3 separate regions of the Columba livia genome follow, and all the other regions are linked to region 1. Evidence: chromatin contacts called from public Hi-C data. All regions are on one chromosome and are shown on one strand. Each heading gives the region's core, a stretch centred on a gene start, on an enhancer-like site or on the middle of the called end of the contact. The rest is flanking DNA. Distances are from core to core; before and after follow the strand shown. Region 1 has its middle 32 kb from the start of TBL1XR1. Region 2 overlaps LOC110361785 (a long non-coding RNA gene). Region 3 overlaps LOC110361785 (a long non-coding RNA gene).

Region 1 (3,425 bases), core at 52-2,551:
ATTACAAACATCTCACTCTGCGGAGCAAACTCCTGCTGTATGGTGGTTGTGTGATCTCAGCGCCATGAATTATAGATGCCTGACATATCACACCAAGCTATTATGATTTTTTTTTCCACAAGCAAGCTATGAATTATGAAGAAGATCTATTAAATTTATAATATTCTCTATCACTGGTATAGGAACGGGAAGGCCTGATGTTGCCTTTATATTGCACTCCCCTCCCCCTTCAGGCTTGGGCAGAGCAGACACCAGAATATGCAATATGGACTCTGTATATTTTGGTAAAATTATTTATATTGTAGAGATGTTGGCCCCGGAGCCCTTCCCCTTAGCTGGAGACCATATGTCACGGGTGTATTTGCACTGCTGGGGCTGCGGCAGGCTCAGGATCCCTGTGCCAAGGGCTGCGGGTGACATGGCACCACCACCGGCCCCCGTGGCCTCCTGCCCTGGGCTTGTTCCGTGGGAAGGCCGGTGGTGCTGGGGTGGTGTTCACGTGGCGTGGAAGGAGGTTTTGACAGAGGGCAGAGAACACCCGAGGCCGCACAAGAGGTGAGGGACACCCAGGGACGGCCCCAGCTGCCCCCCGCAGCCACTGCCCCTCAGCCACCCCTCCCCAGCGGTTTCCCCTCGGGTCTCCCCTCAGAGGACTCCCCCCGCCATTTCCCCTCAGTGGCCCCTCCTCAGCCGCTTCCTCTCAGGGGTCTCCCCTCGGCCATTTCCTCTCAGTGGTCTCCCCGCAGCCGACTCCCCCCAGGCTCTCCCCTCCCGGGTCTCCCTCAGCCGTGTCCCCCGCACTCTCCCCTCAGCCATTTTCCCGCCCCCGCACTCTCCCCTCAGCCCGCAGTGGGGGCGCTGCCCCGCCCCCCGCCTCGCGCCTCCCCTCCCCCTCCCGCCGGCCGCCCCGCGCCGTGCCCGCGCGCCGCTGGTGATGTCAGCGTGTTATTGACTCTGCCGGTCTGAATGACTGAGCACCGGGGAGGGGGCGGGGAGCCCGCGCCGCGCGGCGCCCGGCCAGGCGGAAATGGGCGCGCAGGCTGCGGCGGGGGAGGGGCGGGGAGGGCCCGGACGCGGGCGGGAGGCGCCGCGAAATGGCGGCGGCGGCGGCTGCACTGTGCTCCGAGTCGGGGCCGCCCCAGACGCCCGGGGCTGCGGGGCCGTGCTGCTGGCCGTGGGCAGTCCCGACCTCCGCTGGAAACACGGGACGGGAAACGCTGCAGGCGGGCGGGAAGCGGGTTCACCCCGTCCCGCGGTGGCAGCGGCCCTTGGCGAAGCGCTGAGGAGAAGGCAGAGGGGTCGGGATCCCGAGCCGGCCCGGTTGTTGCCGCTGCTGGTAACAACGTGGGACCTTCGGCCGGCGTGGCGGTGATCGGCGAACTGTGAATGCCCTGGTGTTCTCGCAGACCGCCGGTTGTGTGTGACCGTGCCGGATGGCGGCTGCGCGGCCCTGGCCGAGCCTGGTGAAGGGCTGGAGCACAAGGGTGATGGCAGCGGGTGAGGGACTGGGGGTTCAGCCTGGAGAACAGGAGCTGAGGGGACACCTTACTGTTGTCTACAACTGCCGGAAAGGAGGTTGTAGCATGGAGGGTGTTGATCTCCGAAGCAACAAGTGATAGGACAAGAGGAAATGGCCTCAAGTTGTGCCGGGGAGGTTTAGTTTGAATATTAGGAAACATTTCTCCATGGAAAGGGCTGTAAAGCATTGGAACAGGCTGCCCAAGGCAGTGGTGGAGTCGCCATTGCTGGAGGTGTGTAGAAGACATGTAGACAAGGTTCTTTGGGACGTGGTTTAGTGCTAGAGTTAGGTTATGGTTTGACGCAATGATCTTAAGGGTCTCTTCCAACAGAAATGACTCTATGATTCTATATTCCTGTCCAGCTCCTGCCCGAGCATTTGGTGTCTTCCCAGCAGCTTGGTTACTGCAGTGTCCTTTTCCTCTTGCCCTGGCAGGTCTGAGCCTGCCCCGTTCCTGCTCTGCTCCATCCAGAACACAGCTGCGCTGGTCACCTTCCTCAGCCCGTCCCTTTGGCCAGGTCACTCTTGTGCACCTCCACTGCTTCATCTGCTCCGTCAGCACACGCACACATACATGTCTCGTTCTCACTGTCCTGGCCAGCTGCGCTGTGCCTGTATTGCCTCAGGATCAAACAGAATCTATCACCTACTTCTTCAGTGTTCAGACAAGCCATTTTAAGCTTTCTCATGTGTTTCCCACTTGGCTTTGCCATGAAGTTACAATTTATTGCAGCGGGGAGGCTGCTGGGGTGCTCTGTGTCCTACCCCGCAGCCTCACCTCGTCACGTTTTCCCGTCTGCCTCTTCCCATGTGTTGCCTCTGGACTTGTAGCTGGTCTGGAAGCTCCTTGAGATGAGTAGTTGTGTTTCTCATTGGGACGGAGGCATGGAAAGCATGTGCGGGGTGCAGGGCACGTTTCCCTGCTCAGCTTGGATCAAAGCGAAGGATTAAGCAAGAAGCTGTCTCTGCTTGTAGTGCTTGGTCATTAGCACAGGGATTTTTCCCTGCCCAGCAAGCCATGGTTGGTGGCAGGAGCTGTGGCTTTGTCAGGGTGGATCTCGGTGTATGGAGCTGAGGCTTCTCCCCCAACCCAGACCCATAGGGTATGAATTTCCCAGGCCGTTGAAATCACTCGGAGCTGCACTGGGGTGCCTGCCCTCGCGGTGCTGGAGTCGCCTGCCCTGAGAGCAATTTGCCCTGTTGGTGGGTGTGACAGGTGGCAGTGCAGTTCAACGAGGGACACAGAGAGAAGATGATGGCACTTAATTTTTAGGCTAGCTCGATGCTATCATTGCAAGCAGCAGGCATCCATGCTGAGCATTTGGGCAATATTTATGCGATCAAATAGCTCCTAATAGCAGGGAGGGTTAAATTGTGGGATACGGAAACACTTCCAAAGCAAATGCCCCAGTATTCATTTCAGTGCACACGCAGAGTGATTAAAGCCCAGACTGTCATTTACCACCTGGAAGCTGGTTCTCACAGGATAAAGCGCAGGGAGAAATATCTGCAGCGGAGCCGAATCCTCTTGTCCATGCCCAACGGGAAGGCAGGGGCTCCACCGGCACATCCTGTGTGCGATGCCTCTGGGAGCTGCTGGAGCCAAACAAGATGGACACAACAAATGCCTTCTGGATATAATCATTCACAGGCACAGCAGAAGGAAAGGAAGGCTTTTATAAACAATTATCTATGCAAGCTGCAAGAGTAGCATTTGCACTACCTCTCCAGGGCCCTGGTAATACGCCCTGACATGCCGAGATGGATAGGATTTATAAACCATGGATAGGTATTTCCTACGTTGCAGCTCTCTTGGCAGCATTATTCCATGAAGCTCTCTGTAGAAGACATATATGATCATGAAAACATTTTATAGCCCTGTTGTGCTGGGATTAATATCAGACAA
Region 2 (3,846 bases), core at 381-2,880, 170 kb before region 1:
GTAAACAGGCACAGATATGTGTGAGATAACCGGAGTTGTGCAATTCTGCTCAACTCCAAAGGCTCTCCTAACTGTTTGCATGGCTGCCTTCTCTAGCAGAGTAAAGCTTGTGATGAAATATTAGCAAAGGAGAGTTTGGCCTCTGACCAGGATTTCAGCTCAACTTGTGTAAATGCAATGGTCACCTTATGCAAACTGCTCTGGCAACACTCCCACTGCTTCCTTGTGCCTGTCTGCTAAGTTGCTTTTCAGTTCTCCTCCCACACACAGGTTTCTGTGATACAAAGCCAAGTGGTGCAAAGAGAGTGACTCTGCTGTCACCTGGCCACCAGCATCTTTCCCCCGCACAGCTGTATTTGGTCACAGGCAAAGAAGAAACATGCCCTAACTCATGGTGGCACTTCTTACAGGGTTGTAAGCATTACTATGGAAAGCACTTCATTCTATAACACACGTACCAACAAGAGAAACAGCTTTTGTGGAAGCTTTACTCCTTGGTAAGTTGGATCTTGGTGGTGTGAGCTTTGCAGGTCCAGGTCATGGACCAACACCACTTCACACGTTGGCACTAGCAGGATTGGCCTGTGGAGACAGAAGCTGGGAGCTCTGCTGAGTCTGCCCACTTCACCTGGTGATTTCCTTGGAGGCAGAGGGCTTTGTTGCACCAAGACTAAGGGATGCAAAAGAATGGGAGCATCTTTGGGTTTGTCTACATTTTTCATTTTATATTAAATACAAGAAATAGGGTAAAGGTATTTTGCCAGTACAAACGGAGGTGGCTGCATAGCAAGTGGGAGGGCTGTGCCCATTCACAGCAAGTTGCATCCCAGTTTATAGCTCAGGGACGTGTGCTAGCACATGCCTTTTCCTTCTGTGCTCATAGAGAACGTAGCACAATAGAGTATGGTTTCAGAAACCGCCATAGCACAAGTAAGAAATGGGTTACCGAGTATTTTCTTTCCTTCTTCTCCTGCAAGAGTTTGGTCTATTTTTATAGAGTTATATGTACGATGAGCCATATTGACAGCTTTTCAGCTCTGTTTCTGTTTGTCACACTGCTGGTAGGTCAATTCATAGCAAAAAGTTCATAACTTGGCTTTTTTCCCCACGTAATCAGTATTTGTTTACAGAGATTGGATCTGTCATTCCAGATTAACAGGCAGCCATGTAACGATCTGAGGATTACCATGAGAGCTCAGTTGTGTGTGTAAAATTTGAGCGTGCACAGCGGTATTTGTTTATGGATAACCCTTCAAATATATGGGTGGTTGTAAGAGCAGATGTGTTTCACAGGAGTTTCAAGAATAGCATGTTTCAAGTTTCTCAGGCGTTTGTTGAGTGGAGTCTGGAAGGCAGATCCCTGTGTGCAATGTCCTGCAATGACACGGGTGGCAGGAGCGGGAGACTGAACGTGGTGGCATCTTTGGCTGGGAGCAGCATGACGGCTGGGCTGCATCAGTCCGTTTATTGCTCAGCCACCTCTAGAGGGTGACAAATGGCCACACTGAAAGTTGTTATCACAACTTTGTCATGACACACTATCATAAGATGTTGTCATAAAGCTATATGGCAACTTTGTCATAAAACTGTTTCTTATCAGTGCTCTTCTGGCACTCCTTTGTAGACTCTGGTAGCAGGGAAGCTGTGGAGCTGTTTGAAGAAGGTTAGCAGTAAACAATCATTTACTGTTTCCCCTAATGCAGGAACTGGAGAACGTCAAGTGAAATGCTTTCCATGCAGTTGAACTGTGGCAATCCTCGTACAGGGTGTTTGTGATGCTAACACTTCACATATAACATCCAGAAAGTCCTTGTGTTGCAGATGTCTGGAAGAGAGGATGATTTGTTGAGGCGAACAAGCTTTCTCTGTACTCTTTGCTCCTGGGCTGCAGTTAAGAAACTGGATTTGAATGACCTTTGGTCTGACTTGGTATGATAGTTCTTGTGTTGGGATGCATTATAATGGAACAAAGCATAACATTTTGTAAGAATCATGTGGTTTTGTTCAGTATGATTGATACAGACTTGGAAATCACACAAGGGTTTTGCAGTAGCGTAGTTGTATGCAGTTCTCCAAGTCAGAAAAAAGGTAACATCTGTGGAAACACAATGCGTGAAACCAGCTCATCAGTAGATCATTTAAATAAGCAGAAGAAAAAAACGTAACTGCTTTTCCTCCCCAGAATGATGACAAAAGTTTTAAGCAAAATATCCTCGTTTTTATGTGGAATTAATAATTCTAGCAAAAACTTTACATTTTTGGAAATCAGAAGAGGGTTTCTATCCAGCAGGCAAGTGAACTCTAGGAACACTAACAAGACAGAATGATCAGTGGTGCAGGGGTAAAGATGTGATGTGGAAACTTGTGAGTGCAGAGGAAGGTCCTTACATCCGCTCCCAACATAAAGATATTAAAAAGCATATTTTCAGGATCAGTATATTACATAACCGGAATTGAAGGAGAAGCTCTTTTTATATAGGAAAGTGAAGGTAGGATTTGGAATGTGATGTCAGGAATTGTTAAGCAAAATGCCAAATAGACACAGCTGGTTTGTCAGGAACATCTACACATCTATTTTTCTTTTGTGGGGGACTGCAGAGATGCTGATGATACAATTACGTATTATGGTGCTATTGTTGCATAGAGAATGTGAGAGGAATGTTTGGAAGGAGGTACAGAAATAAAAAAAAAAAAAAAAAAAAAAAAAAAAGGTAAAAAATGAGAACCACCAGAACAGCCAAGCTGAATAGTACCAGCTGAGGACCTGACTCATTTGGTGATGTCCATGGCACACCAGATGCATGCACATGTATTGTGCTTATTGCCCTGTGGGAGTAGCTGAAAGAAAGAAAAAAGACATTTCTAGAACAATACTTGCGTAAGACCCATATTATACTACTTACCCCCCTGATGTGGCATGGTTTTAGAGTAATTATGTGGGTGTTTGGTGTTTGAAGGAAAAAGGAGAGATACTGCAATGAATCACCTCTTCTCCCCCTCCTGGCCTTTGCACCATGGGCAAGGCTGGTGGTACTTCAGAGCTTTCTTGCTGTACCACGAAGATGTGCACGGACCTTTTAATGTTACATTGAACCATTTTCCTTCACTTGACATAATCCAGTCCAGGGGTGTCCTGACTGCCCAAGGTGCACCAGCTGTCCCTCAGCTCCCCAGCTCTTGTACCAGCTGCTTGCTCTCCCCTCTGCCACAAGGAGCTGATTGATTCTGATGTTCTTTTCCCTTAGTCATTAGGAGTTTCTGTCCTCTGTAAAGGATCAAAGAGCACTCTACTTTAGTCCCGATGATGCAGGAGATAAGCCTGTATTCATCTGAATTTCTCTGGAGGGTGGAATGCAGGTGCATGGGGGATTCCCCCCAATGGTGTCTCCTGGAGCTGAAATCTTGGCCATAAGTAAAGTCAAGGCAAGGTTTCCATTAAGTCTAATCAGTATAAAGCCTTAGCTGATGAGGCAAACACGTAAACGATGTATTCCATTTCTACTCTGTGTGATTAATACGGGGAAACAAATGTCTGTATCAAATTCGGTGTCTGTTGTAGTTATGCCAAGTTTCAGGGCTCAGACAGCTGGCAACCAGTAAGGAATTTCTTTTGGGAATACAAACCATTTGCAAATGGCCCTAATTCTTTTACTACCCTTTTCTTTTTCTTAGCTATTTTTACCTCTCCTTTTATTCATTCCTATTATGTTTGTGAGGGATTTTTCACAGTCACTTTGAGACATAGTGGTTTGTACTGCAGAGAAGATCAAGCCTTGTTTGGCTGAGGCAGCTGGCCCTGCGGAGGGGCTGCTGGGGATCCCGCTGCACCTCGCTGCCCGGCTCTTC
Region 3 (3,756 bases), core at 1,110-3,609, 230 kb before region 1:
AACTGCATGTCATGTATTATCCATTATTTCATTAATTTTTTATCACTTGTAATCTTTATTTAGTAAGTTCTAGTTATCCAGTCATCCAAGAATGATACCATGCAACTTGTGCCATAATTTTGTAATCACATAAAGTCATGTAAAGCTGTCACTGTTTCTGGAAGATGGTGCTGCTGCCTGCCCATTCATGTCCCTCGTCCTACACAGTCCATTCTTCCAGCACAAGAATTCACTTGCTCGTTCAAAGAAGGAGGCCAAGAAACTGATCTAGGTTAAAACTAGCACTACAATGGAAAAACTTGGCCAGAAAAGCGTCCGTGTTGGTGCATGAGGGACATGACAGCACAGGGAGTTCTCTTGAGTTTCTGGAAGAGAACTTGACTTTGTTTTCTGGTTGCCTGCATAAACTGGATGAAACTGATTGAGAAATGACAATGAAAATGGCTATTACCTGTTCCTGAGTAGGAACTGGTGTGTAGCCAAAGCAACAAGTTTGTCAATGGCAAACATGTTTTCACTTCTCCCACATGTGAATGCTTTCTCTTGCAAGAGTGCAGTGACCTCCTAGGTCACCCTGTCAGGCCTGTGGCACCAGCAGTCCTCACCACAGCACCATATGCTAAATTTTCAGGTGGGATTGAGAGTGTCACCTCATATAAAGACACTAACCAGTGGTTCTCTGTCCCCATTGGAAAAGTTTGACTTGTTTCAGTAACAGAAAAAAGATTTAAATTAATAAAATAATTACTCTATATCATACTAAGCTTTCTGTCCAGTCCAAGTTGGGGTATCCGTGCCCATGAGATGACTTCCTTCTGCTGCACCCCTGTGTCCATGGTGCTGTCACCTGCTGCATTTCCTCATACATTCACAGCCCCGCCTAATGGCACAGGCTGGCAGCCAAGTGTATGCCACTGCAAGGAGAGGAGCACCACTGGTATTTAAAATGCAAATTATGGGATAAGGAGCAGCATGACAGAGCATAGTTACAAACCCAGCAGACTTTGAGGCTCTTACAAATTGTAACAAAGCACAATGTCCAATGTGTCACCCTTTCTACTTCTATTTACAAAGGCTTGCTGGCAGTTTCCCGCTCCTTGGCCCACAGGACTTCAGTTATTGCTCTCTGCTCCTCACTCAAGAGCCAAGCACTTATTAGATGACAAAGAGAGTAGATAATGGATAACAACAACAGGGTTAATTCTTCTAATTTCTGGGTCAGGAATAGGCTGAAGCACAATCAGAGATGTAAAACACAAACAACAACAAAAAAACGCCAACAAAACAAAAAACCCAAACCCCCACAAACAAACAAAAAATACAAACTTAGAAACAGCATGGTGTTTGGAGGGAAAACAGAGAAATCTCAGTGTAGTGCAAATTACTACAATGCTCAAAGAGGAAGAACTTTGGCAAATGACTGCTAATCAGCCAAGGTGCTCTTAAAACAGATAAATGCATCCCCACATTTCACATGACAGTGAGAATGAAGATTAACCCTTGACCTGTGTATTTGCCCCATACAGAGTGTTTCCTTCAGCTCCTGATGAAACAGGGCCCCAGTCTGGCTCATTTGCAGGCACAGCTCAGCTGCTAGAAGAGCTGGGCTTCGCTTCTTGACATGCCTCGTCTTCTCACTCTACCTTTTGCTTTTCTCATTGTCTCATGGATTGTTGACGTTTGGTTACCTACCTACTCGTCCCCCTCCCAGTCCTGCTCTGGAGAGTGCACACAATGTGCCTGGTCTTTTATTTCTCTTCACTCTGGGATTAAGAAACAAATAAGCACATCTCAACAATGCATGTTGTTTTTTGACCTTCAGCAGTTCATTTGTGAGTTTGATTTTTCTTTCTTCTCCTCCAGTGTCTCCAGTAACCTCAAGTCTCTTGAGGCCCTCTCATCTTCTCTCCAAGGTCTCTTCCTAACTCATGTTCCCAGAACTGCTTGTCATGCAGGTAAGGGGAAGCATTAGTTTACTAGAAAGGGAATTATGCATTTAAACGTAACCAGTCTGACACATATTGATTTTTATTTCAGGAGTTAACATGTAAAACACATAAATAAAATGCAGAGTTCAGGGGCTTACTGCTAGGTCAGGCTGCACCCTCTCCATCACTGATACCTGATCACAGCAACGTTCACTGATTGTCCAACTCAACTCTCCACACTGACCCAGCTGCAGACTTTCTCAGGAGGTTCAATTCCTGCTGGGTGATTTACATCACAGCCCCCTGTGTGTGTGTGTTTGTAACTCCACAGTGGTACAATGACATACCTCCTGCCTTCCATGTCTGAACCAGACCTTAAACTCTAGAGTGTCTCCTGCCTTACGCGGCTTTACAGACAACATACCATGTCACTGTCAAAGTCCTCTTTGAATGCACACAGTGAGGGTGACTCTGTGCTCCAGGCAGGTGTGCCTGCCATATTCAGCTAACGTTCCTGTACCTGAATGTGTCCTATGGCTCGGGGACAGGAAATCCCAGCACCCAGGCATGGTAACACCATGGGACTGCCAGAGGGCTCACACAGTGCTGTAGAGCAATCAAAGAAGAGATGTATGTTCTGCTTCTGAAAGATGGTCCCTTTAAAAAAAGAAGATGCAGTTTAAGGCCCATTAGCCAGAGATTCCTCACAGCTGCCGGGCTGGTGACCCATTGGTTTCCTCCAAATGTCCTTAACCCAAAGCACCTGCAGCCTCCCCTAGAGTTTTGTATTGACTTTCAGCTCAGTTTCCCCCTGTTAGCACAAAGGCCTGTGTTACATTTTTCTGCTCGTTGAGATCTGCAAAGGGATGATGATTTACAGCTCTGGGGTCTTCATGGGCATGTGGTGGGTGCTAAGGAGAATATTTTAGTCAGTGGAATTGTCCTTGCGAGATCAGATTCCTCTTGCTGAGCTCTTCTTTTTCTGCCTCTGAGGGCAGTGGAGCTGCAGAGGGGTGAGTACTTGGGCATTTGCTTCTATCGGGAGTGACTGTGGTTTGTGCTCGGGGGGTGCTGTGTTTGTCTGGCCCCCCAGTGCAGAATGGGTTCAGGCTGTGCTAGGTGAACGCCTTCCTGCCTTCTGCTTGCTGGCTGCCATGTGCTTCCATTCACGTAATTGGTATACAAGCTATTCTGGAGAAAAAAAAAAGCTCGTTTCTGCAGAAATCTGTTGTGCCCTTTATTGCTCTGACTCTGCACTCCGTGTTTTATGTGTTTTAATACTAAGGTGGTTGTGGCCCCTGCCATTTCACTTGCTGTTTGTACTCAGCTCCCGATTGCTTGAAAAACCTTAATGCTGACCTGTGTTTATTGACAATGGAGCTTTTTGTGGTTTTGTGGAAAAGTACATGTTGTTTCTGATCATGAAGGGAATTAATGCAGAAAATCACAAGTTGTCTACCTTTCAAAACCTTAGGCATGTGGCTTTCTTTTCACTTAACGTCTTATTGGAGGTTGCTATTTTTAAAAACCATAGAAACACTTTTTGTAGTGCAATGTACATCTTGGGAAGGCTTTTTAAGTATCAATGCAATTCTTAAAGAAACCTTTTTGTACTGAAAAACTTACCAATATTGTTCTTAAATTTACTGTGAGCTGTGTTGAAGTAACACAGAAGATCAAAGAAAGTGACTAACTGCCTTCTAGTCAGCAGAATTACCCAGGTGTTCCCTGTGACTGTACCTGTTTGCTACAGATTGGTCTGATTTCACATGAGGGAAAGAGCGAAGAGAAAAAACCTTGTTGGATATGAGAAGCTACGATATGTTGG

The links. Hi-C and Micro-C count contacts between places; a contact is called where the count stands out from the background.
Region 2: a contact with region 1 is called in a Hi-C map of crop, with 2.4 times the contacts expected there. The contact joins two enhancer-like sites. A contact is called at or near these places in 2 of 2 Hi-C or Micro-C datasets (crop and liver).
Region 3: a Hi-C map of crop shows a contact between it and region 1, with 2.5 times the contacts expected there. The contact joins two enhancer-like sites. A contact is called at or near these places in 2 of 2 Hi-C or Micro-C datasets (crop and liver).

The regions. Positions count from the first base shown.
Region 1 is chr9:10,831,575-10,834,999 of bColLiv1.pat.W.v2, forward strand. No RefSeq gene overlaps it. Among named protein-coding and RNA genes, the nearest start is that of TBL1XR1, 32 kb to the right of the region's middle. Within about 2 kb of position 1,302, at least 3 of the 3 cell types and tissues checked have an H3K27ac peak away from gene starts, as active enhancers do.
Region 2 is chr9:10,663,036-10,666,881 of bColLiv1.pat.W.v2, forward strand. All of the region lies in intron 3 of LOC110361785 (a long non-coding RNA gene), which reads left to right. Among named protein-coding and RNA genes, the nearest start is that of TBL1XR1, 200 kb to the right of the region's middle. Within about 2 kb of position 1,631, at least 1 of the 3 cell types and tissues checked has an H3K27ac peak away from gene starts, as active enhancers do.
Region 3 is chr9:10,598,607-10,602,362 of bColLiv1.pat.W.v2, forward strand. LOC110361785 (a long non-coding RNA gene) reads left to right here. Exons shown (of 14, transcript XR_002418583.2): 3 at 1,864-1,955. Among named protein-coding and RNA genes, the nearest start is that of ZMAT3, 210 kb to the left of the region's middle. Within about 2 kb of position 2,360, at least 1 of the 3 cell types and tissues checked has an H3K27ac peak away from gene starts, as active enhancers do.